Linked DNA regions of Mus musculus: region 2 is linked to region 1. Evidence: chromatin contacts called from public Hi-C data. All regions are on one chromosome and are shown on one strand. The core of a region is the stretch at or near the end of the contact, and the rest is flanking DNA. Distances in the headings are between cores, read along the strand shown. Region 1 holds the start of Ltb4r1 (leukotriene B4 receptor 1). Region 2 has its middle 21 kb from the start of Cma1.

What was found. Hi-C and Micro-C count contacts between places; a contact is called where the count stands out from the background.
Region 2: a contact with region 1 is called in a Hi-C map of the G1E-ER4 cell line, with 2.2 times the contacts expected there. The contact joins the enhancer-like site here to the promoter of Ltb4r1 in region 1. A contact is called at or near these places in 17 of 39 promoter capture datasets (the 3T3-L1 cell line, 3T3-L1-derived adipocytes, the HPC-7 cell line and 11 more), 2 of 15 datasets of contacts at CTCF or cohesin (the NIH/3T3 cell line and embryonic stem cells), 75 of 484 Hi-C or Micro-C datasets (B cells, the C2C12 cell line, CD4 T cells and 41 more), 5 of 115 datasets of contacts at active chromatin or transcription factors (embryonic basal ganglia, embryonic stem cells, fibro-adipogenic progenitors and 1 more) and 5 of 9 other capture datasets (adipose tissue, embryonic stem cells, liver and 2 more).

The regions. Positions count from the first base shown.
Region 1 is chr14:55,764,202-55,770,188 of GRCm38.p6, reverse strand. Ltb4r1 (leukotriene B4 receptor 1) reads right to left here and starts at 4,227. Exons shown (of 2, transcript NM_008519.2): 1 at 4,096-4,227; 2 at 1,697-2,956. The coding sequence starts at 2,947. The coding sequence ends at 1,892. Adcy4 (adenylate cyclase 4) reads left to right here. Exons shown (of 26, transcript NM_001361604.1): 23 at 57-164; 24 at 283-397; 25 at 692-816; 26 at 902-1,131. The coding sequence ends at 1,048.
Region 2 is chr14:55,920,237-55,926,428 of GRCm38.p6, reverse strand. No RefSeq gene overlaps it. Among named protein-coding and RNA genes, the nearest start is that of Cma1, 21 kb to the left of the region's middle. Within about 2 kb of position 3,743, at least 14 of the 459 cell types and tissues checked have an H3K27ac peak or open chromatin away from gene starts, as enhancers often do. A contact at or near this core is called in the G1E-ER4 cell line, the HPC-7 cell line and the N1E-115 cell line, where this site is marked.

The sequences.
Region 1 (5,987 bases), core at 2,978-5,477:
GGCTAAGGGATGGTGCAAGCAATAGAGACGGGAAACATGGCCTCTTTTCTCTACAGCTGCTCTCCAAGCCAAAGTTCAGTGGAGTAGAGAAGATCAAAACTATTGGCAGTACCTACATGGCGGCCACAGGCTTAAATGCCACCTCTGGACAGGATACTCAGCAGGTACAGTAGCCCTTTCCAATCAACCTTATTATGGGCTTCTATTGGTGGGCTTGTTCATAAGTTGGACTTTTTTCTGTGCCCCCATTGGCCCATCGTGGTGGGTGGACCTAATGACCAGGATTCTGAGAGAAGCTGCAGTCATCTGGGCACCATGGTGGAATTTGCAGTGGCCCTGGGGTCTAAGCTGGGAGTCATCAACAAGCACTCGTTCAATAACTTCCGCCTGCGTGTGGGTGAGGGACCTCCTTTGCTGGGGCAAAGGCGAGGGTACCTCCTCTCCCCTCTCCCAGCCGTTCATTAGCTGCTCGCCAACTCATTCCTGGACACCCCCTCTTCAGACTTACTCCCTTGGCTGAAGCATAAAGCTGTTAGTTCAAGAGCAAAGAGAGCCACCCTTCCCTTCCCTAATCCACTCTCCTCCAACCCCAAAGACGCTCTCTTATAAAAACCACCTGCCCTTTCCATTTCCCCTAATCTTCTTCTTCAGTTTGCTCCCCACCCCCACCAAAGCCTGCATTTCTTATCAGGGTTGAACCACGGACCAGTAGTAGCAGGGGTGATTGGGGCGCAGAAGCCACAGTACGACATCTGGGGGAACACAGTGAATGTGGCCAGCCGAATGGAGAGCACAGGCGTTCTCGGCAAGATCCAAGTGAGAATCACGTTGGAGGCATGAGGGGAGGGGACAAGGCTAAGGCCCCTCTACACTCCCTTACCCACCCCTCTTCCAATTGCAGGTGACTGAGGAGACAGCGCGGGCCCTGCAGTCCCTGGGTTACACGTGCTATAGCAGAGGCAGCATCAAGGTCAAAGGCAAAGGGGAACTCTGTACCTACTTCCTGAACACAGACCTGACGCGGACCGGATCTCCCTCAGCATCCTAGGCACCTGAGCTCCCCTCTTCGAAGATCCTCAATAAAATGTCTCCGAGCATCTGTAGCCTCCGGATGCAGCACCGTTTCCTCCCAAGCCGTCTTCCTAGGCCTCTCTTTCTGGGGGGAATCTTGTTTTACTGGGGTTTGCTTCTGAAAGATGGCAGATACTGATGCCCCAGAATTCTAGATGATAGCATCTGATGACCAGAGTCCCCAGCAAGACTTCCTTGGGAGATGGGGAGAAGAAAAACCATCTCCCAGGACTCTGCTGAGAGGATGAAGACCACTGCCTCGAAGACAAGGCAGGAAGTTAGGTTTGAACAATCAAGGCTACTTACCGGGAATGCCAGCAAAGACATTTCACAAGAGCTGGTTTTCTCAGAAGGGCCCTGAGTCATGACTCTGGAGTGATGATCTCACACAGCGAGTTCTTATAACAAACTCCTTTAGGAGTAAGTAGTGTGCTTCTCTAAGCGGGATGTAGGTGACCTATTTCAGAATTAGGAACATAGGGCTATATCGGCCCATGTGTCCCTTCGAAAATTGTCAATCACAGGGAACTAAGGAACTGTTGAGAGGGACTCCACCAGAGTGGTCCCTCTCTAAGACCAATAAACCTTTCAGTATCCCCACAATACACACCTCACTCACAGGCTTAGCCGATTTCAGACTTTAGTTTTAATCGTGAAGCTGCCTGCAGAAGCCAGGCCAGAGCATCCTGTCTCTCTGCCCTGACTTGCCCCACCCCTCCCTCTCTTCCGCTTAAGCCCAGTCCCCAACATGTTCTCCTCCAGGTACAGAAGTGGGTCAGGCCAGAGTTATGAGTTGTGTCATAACCCAGCCTACTGCAGTTCACTTCGAAGACTCAGGAATGGTGGAGGAAGTCATGAAGCTGTCGGTGGGGCCAGGCTCAGGACAGGCAGGTGTGTCCTTCGGGGTCTGGACCAGAGTGCCCCCGCGGCGGGTGCTGGACACCTCCGAGCCAGTGCCCTCCAGTAGCTTGACCACGAAGCCCACGCCCGCCGAACGCAGCAGGCCGCCGCCCGCGCACGCGTACAGCACCGGGTTCACGCTGCTGCTCAGGAAGGCCAGCGCGATGAGCACATAGCGGGCCAGCCTCAGACGCTGCCCCGCAGGGCTGTTCTTGTCCCAGCCGGCCACTGTGCGGCCGGCTTCCACCAGGTTCACCAGGTGGTAAGGCAGCCAGAAGGCGGCGAAGGCCAGGATAATGAGCACCACCAGGCGGCCGGTGCGGCGACTACGGCGGAAGCGCCGAGCCTGCAGCCTGCGCCCGATGTCAGAGTAGCTGGCCACCACCGCTAGGAAGGGCAGCAGGAAGCCCGTGATGGCTTCGAAGAGCAGATGGAAGACTTTATGCTCTTTGTTGGGATAGTTCGGAGCGCAGATCAGAGTCCTGTTGTTCCATTTTACTGTACGGTACACAAGGACCGGTATGGCCAGCAGAAAAGACACCACCCAGATGCCTGCCAGCACCCATCGGGCAAAGGCCTTAGTACGAACCTTTTGGGACATAAAGGGGCGGGCCACTGCCAGTGATCGGTCCAGACTCATGATGGTTATAAGCAGGACACTGGCATACATGCTTATTCCACAGACATAGTGGCACAGGCGGCAACCCATCTCTCTAAAACTCCAGGTGCCTCGAGCCAGAAAGTGGAGGAAAAAGGGAGCAGTGAGCAACACAGCCAAGTCGGCCAGGGCCAAGTTCAGCACCAGCAGGGCGGTGACCGTGCGTTTCTGCATCCTTTTCAGGATGCTCCACACTACAAAGCTATTGCCAGGAAGCCCCACAGCCAGGGCCACAGACAGTAGAACAATGGGCAACAGAGACAGGGACATGCCACCAGGAGAAGAAGGTGCTGCAGGAGATGTAGTGTTTGCAGCCATCAAAAGGACCTAGAGAGTGAAAGTGGACACACCCATGAGGGGAAAGCCAAAGGATTCTTGACCCCCAGCCACATCAAACTAGCATGGAGTACTCTGGTCTCCAAAATCAGAAGTTTCAGAGGCACCTTCAAAATATGTCACCCCATCACTGTCAACCTCATTGCTCTTTTTTTTTTTTTTTTTTTTTTTTTTTTTTTTTTTGGTTTTTTGAGACAGGGTTTCTCTGTGTAGTCCTGGCTGTCCTGGAACTCACTCTGTAGACCAGGCTGGCCTCGAACTCAGAAATTTGCCTGCCTCTGCCTCCCAAGTGCTGGGATTAAAGGCGTGCACCACCACGCCCTGCCAACCTCATTGTCTTAAAGGCGCCTGGTTGAATAGAAAGACTAATTTCCTAACCAGGCTGTGGGGCCCCTTCTTTGCTTCAGACCCAGTTGCAAAATGTACAGCAACAGCAGTATTTCCAAAACCCTTCACACTCGTTTCCTTAAGAGAGCCTGGAACCCAGCACCAGGCTGGGAGACTTTCCTCAGCACTGTGCACGCCTTGAAAGGCTAACTCCTCTATCTCCCAAGAGGCCACTGTCCACTTTCTCCAGTCACCTACCCACACTCTCTAGAGCTGACCATGGGGCACCAGGAAGAGCAGGGCAGGGAAGAGTTAATGGACAAGAACCATCCCTTTACAGAGGTCGGGCTTTCTTTGGGGATTCTGTCTCACCATCTCTTCAAGTTATAATTGACACACACACCATACTGACACACACACACACTCACCCACAACACACTGACATTCACATACACACTCAAACACACACACCATACTCACACACACACACACACACTCACACACACACACACACTCACATACATACTCACCCATAACACACTGACACTCACATTCATAAACACACACAACATACTGACATACATTCACACACACACATAAACACACTCACACACACATACACACACACCACACACACACACACACACACACACACACACACAGACACCATACTGACTCTCTCACACACAACACACTGACGCATACATAAACACACACACCATACTGACATACTCACACACATACACATAAACATATTCAAATACACACACACACACACACCATATCATTCCTAGGATACTTACAGGGTTTCCCTGATGCTGATCAGAAGGTAATGTCTTGTCTAGTTGTTGGATATACAATCCTTGAATCTGTCTTAGTGCCAGGGTCCTGGTCCCACTTCTAGGTCTGTCAGCTAAGTCAGCCAGAGAGGAAGTACCACAGAGCAGAGCAAAGGAGGCGGGGCGGGGGAGCATCTTCCTGAGGGTGAGGCTGAAAACCCCCACACCTCCCTTCACTGTTGGGGTGGGACAGTCTGTGTTCCAACGCAGTCCAAAAGAGAGGAAGACTCTTTGGGTGGGGCTAAGTGAGTAGTAGCCAGAAAGGGGCAGTGAAGTAGGAAAGAGGGGTGCCAGGAGTGACTTGGCTTGGGGTGTGGTCTAAAAGTGCAGGTCTAGACAGGAGGAGTGAGCAAAGTTACGGATTGAATTGTAGGAGAAGGAAGCAAGGGAGAAGGCTAAGATTGAGACTGCTGATTTTAAAAATATTATCTTTGTACTTCACATTAACAACCTGCACATGCTGTAGTTTTTTGATTAATGCGCTTTTAGATTAGGTTGACCGCCTATGTTCTGTGTATTGTTGTGAGTTAGGGTATCATGGTATTAAAAACAGCATATTGGGGTCAAGGCCACCCTAGGCTATATGGGAGAGAGGAGAGAGAGAGAGAGAGAGAGAGAGAGAGAGAGAGAGAGAGAGAGAGGAGGAGGAGGGTTACAAAGAGAAAGAATATCAATGAGAATGTGAAAAAATGAAAGAAGAGAACCACAACCTAATCTTGACTTCAGGCAGGTCAGACCACAACTGTGGTGTGGCTATAAGAGACAAGCCACATCCAGCACTGCCCGTTCCAGGTTAACCAATTCTCCATTCTTTATGAGAGACATCAAAGTCTAATTGATCTCCTTCATGACACAAAATACGGATGTCTTCCCCTTACCTTACCCAGGCCATTTAGCAGCCCTGGTGGACTTTCCTTCTGGGATCTAGGCAAGAATCCACACTTCTTTCCTGTATCCCTACAGCCTTGTACCGTCTGGTTTCAACTCTGACAGGGAGAATGTGGGCTAAGCTAGGGGATACTGAGAATGAAGAAGAGACAGGATGGCTCAGGGCCAGCAGCCCTACCTCCCTCCAGCCCTACCACAAGAGCATCTAAGAATTTGTAAAGCCACCACAGCCTTCTACTCCCCTCGACAAAAGAAAGGATGCTGGCTCTCTTTGAAGTGTCCCGTAGCACCAAGAACACAGCCCTCCAGTCTGCACGGGCCTTTCTGTTTGTCTTTCACTCTGTCACTTCTTAGGCAAAGCAGCATAATGGTGATCACTGATGTCCCTTTTGTCCCCCAGTGCCCTCACCTGCTGTCAGTTGAGAAAAGCCAGATCAGCATTGGCCCAGTAACTGTCAAGCAGAGGATATGATGAAAAGGGGAGCTGAAACCACAGCAAAAACAGAGGGCAGAGTTGAGGAAGGATCTCTCTGACCACATGGGGTGTGTAAGGTGGAGAGTAGACAGCAGAGGAAGGTCAGGAACCTCTGCTCCAGAGCACCAGGACAGGACGGACTCTGTGTTTCAGAATAAAGCTTTGGGTTCAGAGCTCCAGGGTCACCCACGGCCCTTCCTAGCGGACAGTGGGTTATCTTTGCACTTTCTCCCCACTCCATCTTCCTTGGGAAGCCATCTTCCCTCCTCCTCCAGAGCCTAGGCATGCTAAGCACACTTCCTCCCTGATTCAGAAGTCACGTCAACCCTGGTTTTGGTGTTTGTAGCATGACCCTGGAGACTGAGTTTCCTTTTTGTGTGTGTGTGTGTCGGCCTCTGCCTGAAGGGTGAGAAATACCATTGAAGTAGAGCCCAGAGTAGCCACTTGGGAGGTCAGCTGTCTCAGTTTGCTGGGGACTGATGCATGTGGGAAC
Region 2 (6,192 bases), core at 2,494-4,993, 160 kb before region 1:
GAATGCAGCTTGTCCCTATAAAGGTGTTTTGAGATAGTATTTGCATTTTAATTAGTAGATTTTGAAGCATGTTATCCCTTATAATATGGGTGGGCTTAAAGCAAGGGGTGCAGTTCAACAGAGTGGGTTCTCAAGGCTACAACTCGGAGACCCTATCTATGGACCTGGGGAGACGGCTCTGTGGTAAATTATCTGCTGTGCAAGCCTGAGGACTTGGTTGTGGCTTGTTCCTGAGGCCCGAAAGCCCACCCAGGAGCCAACTTTGATGTAATCACAGTAGAGTCTTTATTTACCAGCTTGGGCCTCTTTACCTCCGACCCTAACGAAGCAGGATGGTTTGATGAAAAAGCCTCGAACCCTCATTGGGACAAGATTTTATAGGAAATGGGAGTAAGCAAGTGGGTGTCTAGCCTAGTAAACATATAATTGAATGACTGTTGTAAGCCGACAGGTGGGTACTCTAAAGCAAAACCATGAACACTCACAAATGGTCTGAGAGTATATCTGAAACAGTCAGACTAATGTTTGACTGACTGTTGTTAGGAAGTAACTCTGGGGGATGGGCCAAGGACAAGCCATGGGGTCCTTTCTGGGACTTGGGTGTAGCTTGGGTTCAGCTGCAAGTCAAGTTCTTAAGCTTTTTTTTTTTTTTTTCCTTTTAAGATGGAGGCCAGTCCCAAGATGGAGTGTGTTTGGCCTTGCATTTCCCTGCTTCTCTGGTAACTAGAAGGCCCAATCATTGGACTTCCTGAAGCTCCTGGGCTTTGTTAGGGACTGGTAGTATTAACTAAGCCCATGAAAACAACCAGGAACAGGGCTGTGTTTCCATGACTCAGTTAACTCAGGCCTGGATGTATTGGTGACCTGAAAGGACCTGACCATCATATTTTAGAGGGGGTCACAGTTGTCATTGTCCAATCCTTGTGGTGTCCCTGGGGTTTGGGTAGGGCCCCCATCAGTGGGAGATAGAGGGGAGTCCTGAGGCTGAATTTTCTCCTGTTGGTCGGGGGTCATCTTTAACTATAAATGGGTGTTGTAGGTCTACAATGTAATCACATCGACCTTCAGAGCTGTGAGTGTGGTCAAGATGATAGCATAGGAACCTTTTCAACTAGGCTCTAATGGCCCCTGCTGGAGGGGGACCTGTTTCATAGAGAACACAGAAGTTTAGGCCAAATATGTTTATGAGATCCTTGGACATCTTTGAGATTGTCCAGCAACTGGCCATCCTCAAATTCAGTGATGACCTCGGCCTGTGTGTTAAGAATAATGGGAGCCGGGCAGTGGTGGCGCATGCCTGTAATGCCAGCACTTGGGAGGCAGAGGCAGGTGGATTTCTGAGTTTGAGGACAGCCTGTTCTACAGAGCGAGTTCCAGGACAGCCAGGACTACACAGAGGAACCCTGTATCCCGAACATGATTTCAAAAGGGGTGAGTCCCATCTGGTGAGGGAAGTTTCATACCCAGTAGACAGTGAAAAGAAAAGAGTTATTCAGTCATTGTCAGTCTCTTAGGTCAACTTAGTTAAAGTCTCTTTTGGAGTCTTGTTTATCTTTTTTACCTGTCCTGAGCTCTGGGGTCTGTACGTACAATACAGTTTTTTAATCAATCTCTAGAATACTGGCTGGTCCCTGACTTACCTGGTCTGACCCTATCATCTGAGAATACCTTGGCAGTATGTCCTTTAAGAGTTTCTTTGTCACTATCGATGTAGTTTGATGTTTGACGGGGAAAGCCTCAGTCCAACCTGGAAAGGTTTCTATAGACACCAGTAAATATTTATATCTACATTTTTCTGGTTTTATCTCTGTGACATCTCTCAGTAGGCTCTAGGCGTTGTGTCTCTGAATCTATCACCGGGGTTCTTTCTATTAGTCACCATGTTAGCTAACTGGTAGGCTTTATAGTTCTTGACCATCTCAGCTATCTTTGAGTTGGCATCTCTAATTCTTGATATTGGTATGTCATGTTTTCCAGATGCCCATGTTGGGAGAGCGGTGGATCTTCGGAAGTATGTGTAGTCTCATTTTCCTGCCACAATGAGTTATAATCTGTTGTTCTCCACCATCTGCATAACATTAGGACATAGGAGAATTCCTAGTCCAGATTATGTCCTCTTTTGTATGCTTAGGGTGGTCAGGGAGCATAGGATCCCCCAGATCCAGAGAAGTCAGGAGCAGGAGAGGTCTGATTTCTGGGCAGTGTGTCGGGCTGCTTTATCTGTTGTTATCCTCTGAAACTGGGTCCTTCCCTCTCTGGTATCCTGAGAAGTGAATGACGGCCAGCTTTTAGGACCCCAAAGAACCCTTAGTAGGGAGAGGATTTCCTTTTTATTTTTGATAGTCTTTCTTTCTGCTGTCAGAAGGCCTCTGTCTCTATAACTAGCCCCATGGACATGAGTCACACTGGCTCTCCACGTCTTTTGTCTTTTCTCAGTTCCAATGCTTTGGTTAGAGCTATCAGTTCAGCTTTCTGGGATGACCTTCTAGCTTCAAGTAAGTGGCTCTACCCATATGATCTCGGTGTTTGAGACCATTGCTGTCCCAGCATATCTCTGTCCGCCCAGAATGAAGCTGTTACCACTGGTGAACCATGTTACCTCTGCATCCATCAAGGGGCTATCCTGAAAATCTGGTTTGGCCCCATGGATGTGGGCCAAAATGTCTGAGTAGTCATGTAGGAGCCTGTCAAGGTCTGAGGCAGGGGACAGAGTAGCTAGGCTTATGGCAGCTGGGGCCTGAAAGGTTATCTTAGGGGGATTTAAGAGGAGAGACAGGTAATGAGTCATTCTGGCATTGGTGATGGTCAGGCTTTGGCCCAGTGACAGTTTGTCAGTATCCTTAACCAGGAGGACAATGAGTGTAATGATGTGCAAACAGGGGTGGGGTAGCATCTAGCAACGGGGTCTCAGATCTCTCATCCACAAAGAGATCGAAAGGTTTAGTCACTTCTGGCAATCCCAAAGCTGGTGTAGAAATTCCTCTCTGGGGCTGGTGAGATGGCTCAGTGGTTAAGATCGCCAACTGCTCTTCCAAAGGTCTCGAATTCAAATCCCAGCAACCACATGGTGGCTCACAACCATCTGTAACAAAATCTGATGCTCTCTTCTGGAGTGTCTGAAGACAGCTATAGTGTACTTACATATAATAAATAAATAGATAGATAGATAGATAGATAGATAGATAGATAGATAGATAGATAAATAAATAAATAAATAAAATATTAAAAAAAAAAGAAATTCCTCTCTGGCCTTGGAGAACCACCTCTGACTTTCTCTTAATATGTTTCTCCCAGGTTTAGGGAGGTTGCCTGTGGTTGGCAGAGGCTCCTGGCTCTCATCTAGGCATTTTTTTTTTTGGTTGGTTGGTTTCTGCTGTCACCAAGAGATGACTCATAAACTGTTGGACAGACTTTATCTTTAGGTTCTAGCAAGACAGAATATTTGGCTCTATGATCAACAAGGAAGCTGGTGGGTTTCCCCTCTATTTTTAGGGCTACCCTGGGCATCTTTTAAGGTGATGGTTTGAATAGGCTTTTTCTTCTTGGGGCATTATCTAGCCCAGTGACCCTCTTTCTTATAAAAAGCACATTGGTTCTTTCTCAAGTGGAGGCGTTTTATCTTTAGGGGCCCCCTTATCTCTTTTTCTGGAAGCCATCTGTTTCGGGCATCTCTTACAGACTTCTGATTCAGTCCAGCCGTGGCTGTCAACAGGATCTTTGTCAGGTCATAAGTCTGCTGCTTCCGCTCTTTAAACTGTCTTTTCTGTGTTTTTTCCCCCCCTAAGTAGGTTTGGCCTCTCATCTTGAGTTCAGATCCTCAGCACACACATAAAAATCTGGGTGTGGTGGTACCTAACTGGCCGCTGCAGATAGGCAGGTCCCTGGCACTCACCCGCCAGCGAAAGAGCTGGAATCAGTGAGAAAGGCTGCCTCAAAAAAACAAGGAGGAAGACACTCAGTGTTGATCTCTGGTCTCTACTTACGCAGGCTCGTGCACGCACACACTCAGACACACACACACACAGAGACATACAGAGACACACACAGACACATAGAGACACACAGACACATAGAGACACACACACACAGACACACATAGAGACACACAGACACAAACACACACACACACACACACACACACACACACACACACACACACACAAAATAAGCCCTGCTTTAATTTCCATCTGCTGCCCTGTGAGGTTCAGACTCATGACTACAGAATCCGCTCTCACCTGAATATCCAACCAGTTTGCTTGTCATCACTACAGATTTTGGACTTAGCTCCCAAAAGGTGTAAGACAGATCCTTAAAATAAATCTCTCTCATATATCTGTGTATTACATTTACATGTATACATACCTATAATGTACAGAGGATATAATTTATCCCGTTGGCTCTGCTTCTCTGGAGAATCCTAATAAGGATTTTATAAGGTTCTTTTTATGTTTTTATTAACACATTAATCATACATAATAATGGGCTTCATCATGACATTTTCATATGCATATATAATGAATTTTGATCACAGTTACCCCCATCTCTCTCTCTTCTGTTCCTATTCCTGCTGATATCTTCCAGTTTTGTAAGGGAAGAGGGACATTTTGGCCTACAAGGGTTTGTTGTTGTTGTTGTTTTATTTTTGAGATTATAATCACATGCATGTCTGTGCATGCACATATGCATGTGTGTGAATGCACATATTTGTGTGTGTGACCCAATGGGTTTCTTTGGGTTGCTTCCAGGAACATGAGTGCCTTACCGTTGAAGAAAACCTAAATACCTCTTCTTCTTCCAGCGACCATTAAGTATCTGATCCTGAGAAAGAGAGGGGGCCTTGCGAGTCCCTCGCCCATGACAGGATGTCCAAGGGCCTGATCCTGTTCAGGTCTTATATAGTTAGTTACAGCTATACATATACAAATGCATCCTGCTCTCTATAATGTTACTTGTCTGTATTTTCAGAGCTGACCACTTGGTATAGATAACCAACTGGTGTGCTCTTCCCTGGGGAAGACAGTCTGTCCCCTTCTCAGTCCTGCCCATCTCCTCAGTCTTCCCAGCAGCAGCCACAATCGTACCGTCTAGCTCTGCTGGGCAGCCAACAGCCCTGCCAATCGTCTTATTGTTTTGGGGGGCCTAGAAGGTAGCCTGCCCCTGACACTGTGGTTTTCATCTCAGAACCCGTAGCTTCTGGGGACAGCATTACCCGCCTATGCGTGGCATCTCCAATCTAGTTTCACGTCGGCGGATGGGATGTGTGTACATGTGGGTGGGTGCCTTCAGAGTCCAGAAGAGGGTGAGATCCCCAGGAGCTGGAGTTACAAGTTGCTGTGAGCTGCCTGACACTGGTGCTGGAAAGGGAATTCTTCAAGAGTGGCCAGTGTGCTTAACCCCTGAGCCATCTCTCTGCTACTAATTTTATCTTTTCATTAGCTTGCTAAGTGTCAGCTTTTCATGTACTCTTAGTTTGAGCCAAACGTATTATTGGGGTTCTGAAGAGAACAGAACTTATAAAATAAGTGTGTTTTTGTGTTTGTGTGTGTTTGTGTGTGTTTGTGTGTGTGTGTGTGTGTGTGTGTGTGTGTGTAGACATAGATGTATGATTTATTAGAGTGGCTTACAGACTGTGGTCCAACAAGAGCTGTCTACCAACGTAAGGTCCAAGAACTCAGTTCTTGGTGAATACGCAGGACTGAATGTCTCTGCTGGTTTGGGGCACACACTAGAATCTCAAAGACGTGGGCTCTGATGCCACTGAAGAAATGGGCTTGCCAGTGAGACTGAGGGCTAGCAGGCAAAGAGCAGAATCTTCCTTCTCCCACATCCTTTATGGCTGCCACTCGAAGGTGTGGCCCAGATTAAAGGTGGATTTCCCCAACTCAGAAGATCTAGATTAAAAGTGGGTCTTCACATTTCAAATGATTTTAGGGAAAAAAAAAAATCCCTCACTGGCGGCCCCAACCTCGGATTTTAGTTAACTCCAGATGTAGTCATTACCAGCAGGCCCAGCCATCACCCTGCAGCATCCCCATCCTTTCCTCCTCTGTCTGCCCCGCCCCCACCTAAACAATCCCATCCCCAGCATTCCACCTCCTTCTTTCATATCATACATCTTCGACTCCCTTCCTACTACCAGGAAACCCCTCCCCTCTCATGGACCCTGCTCTAGTTCCCTGGTCTATGTACACA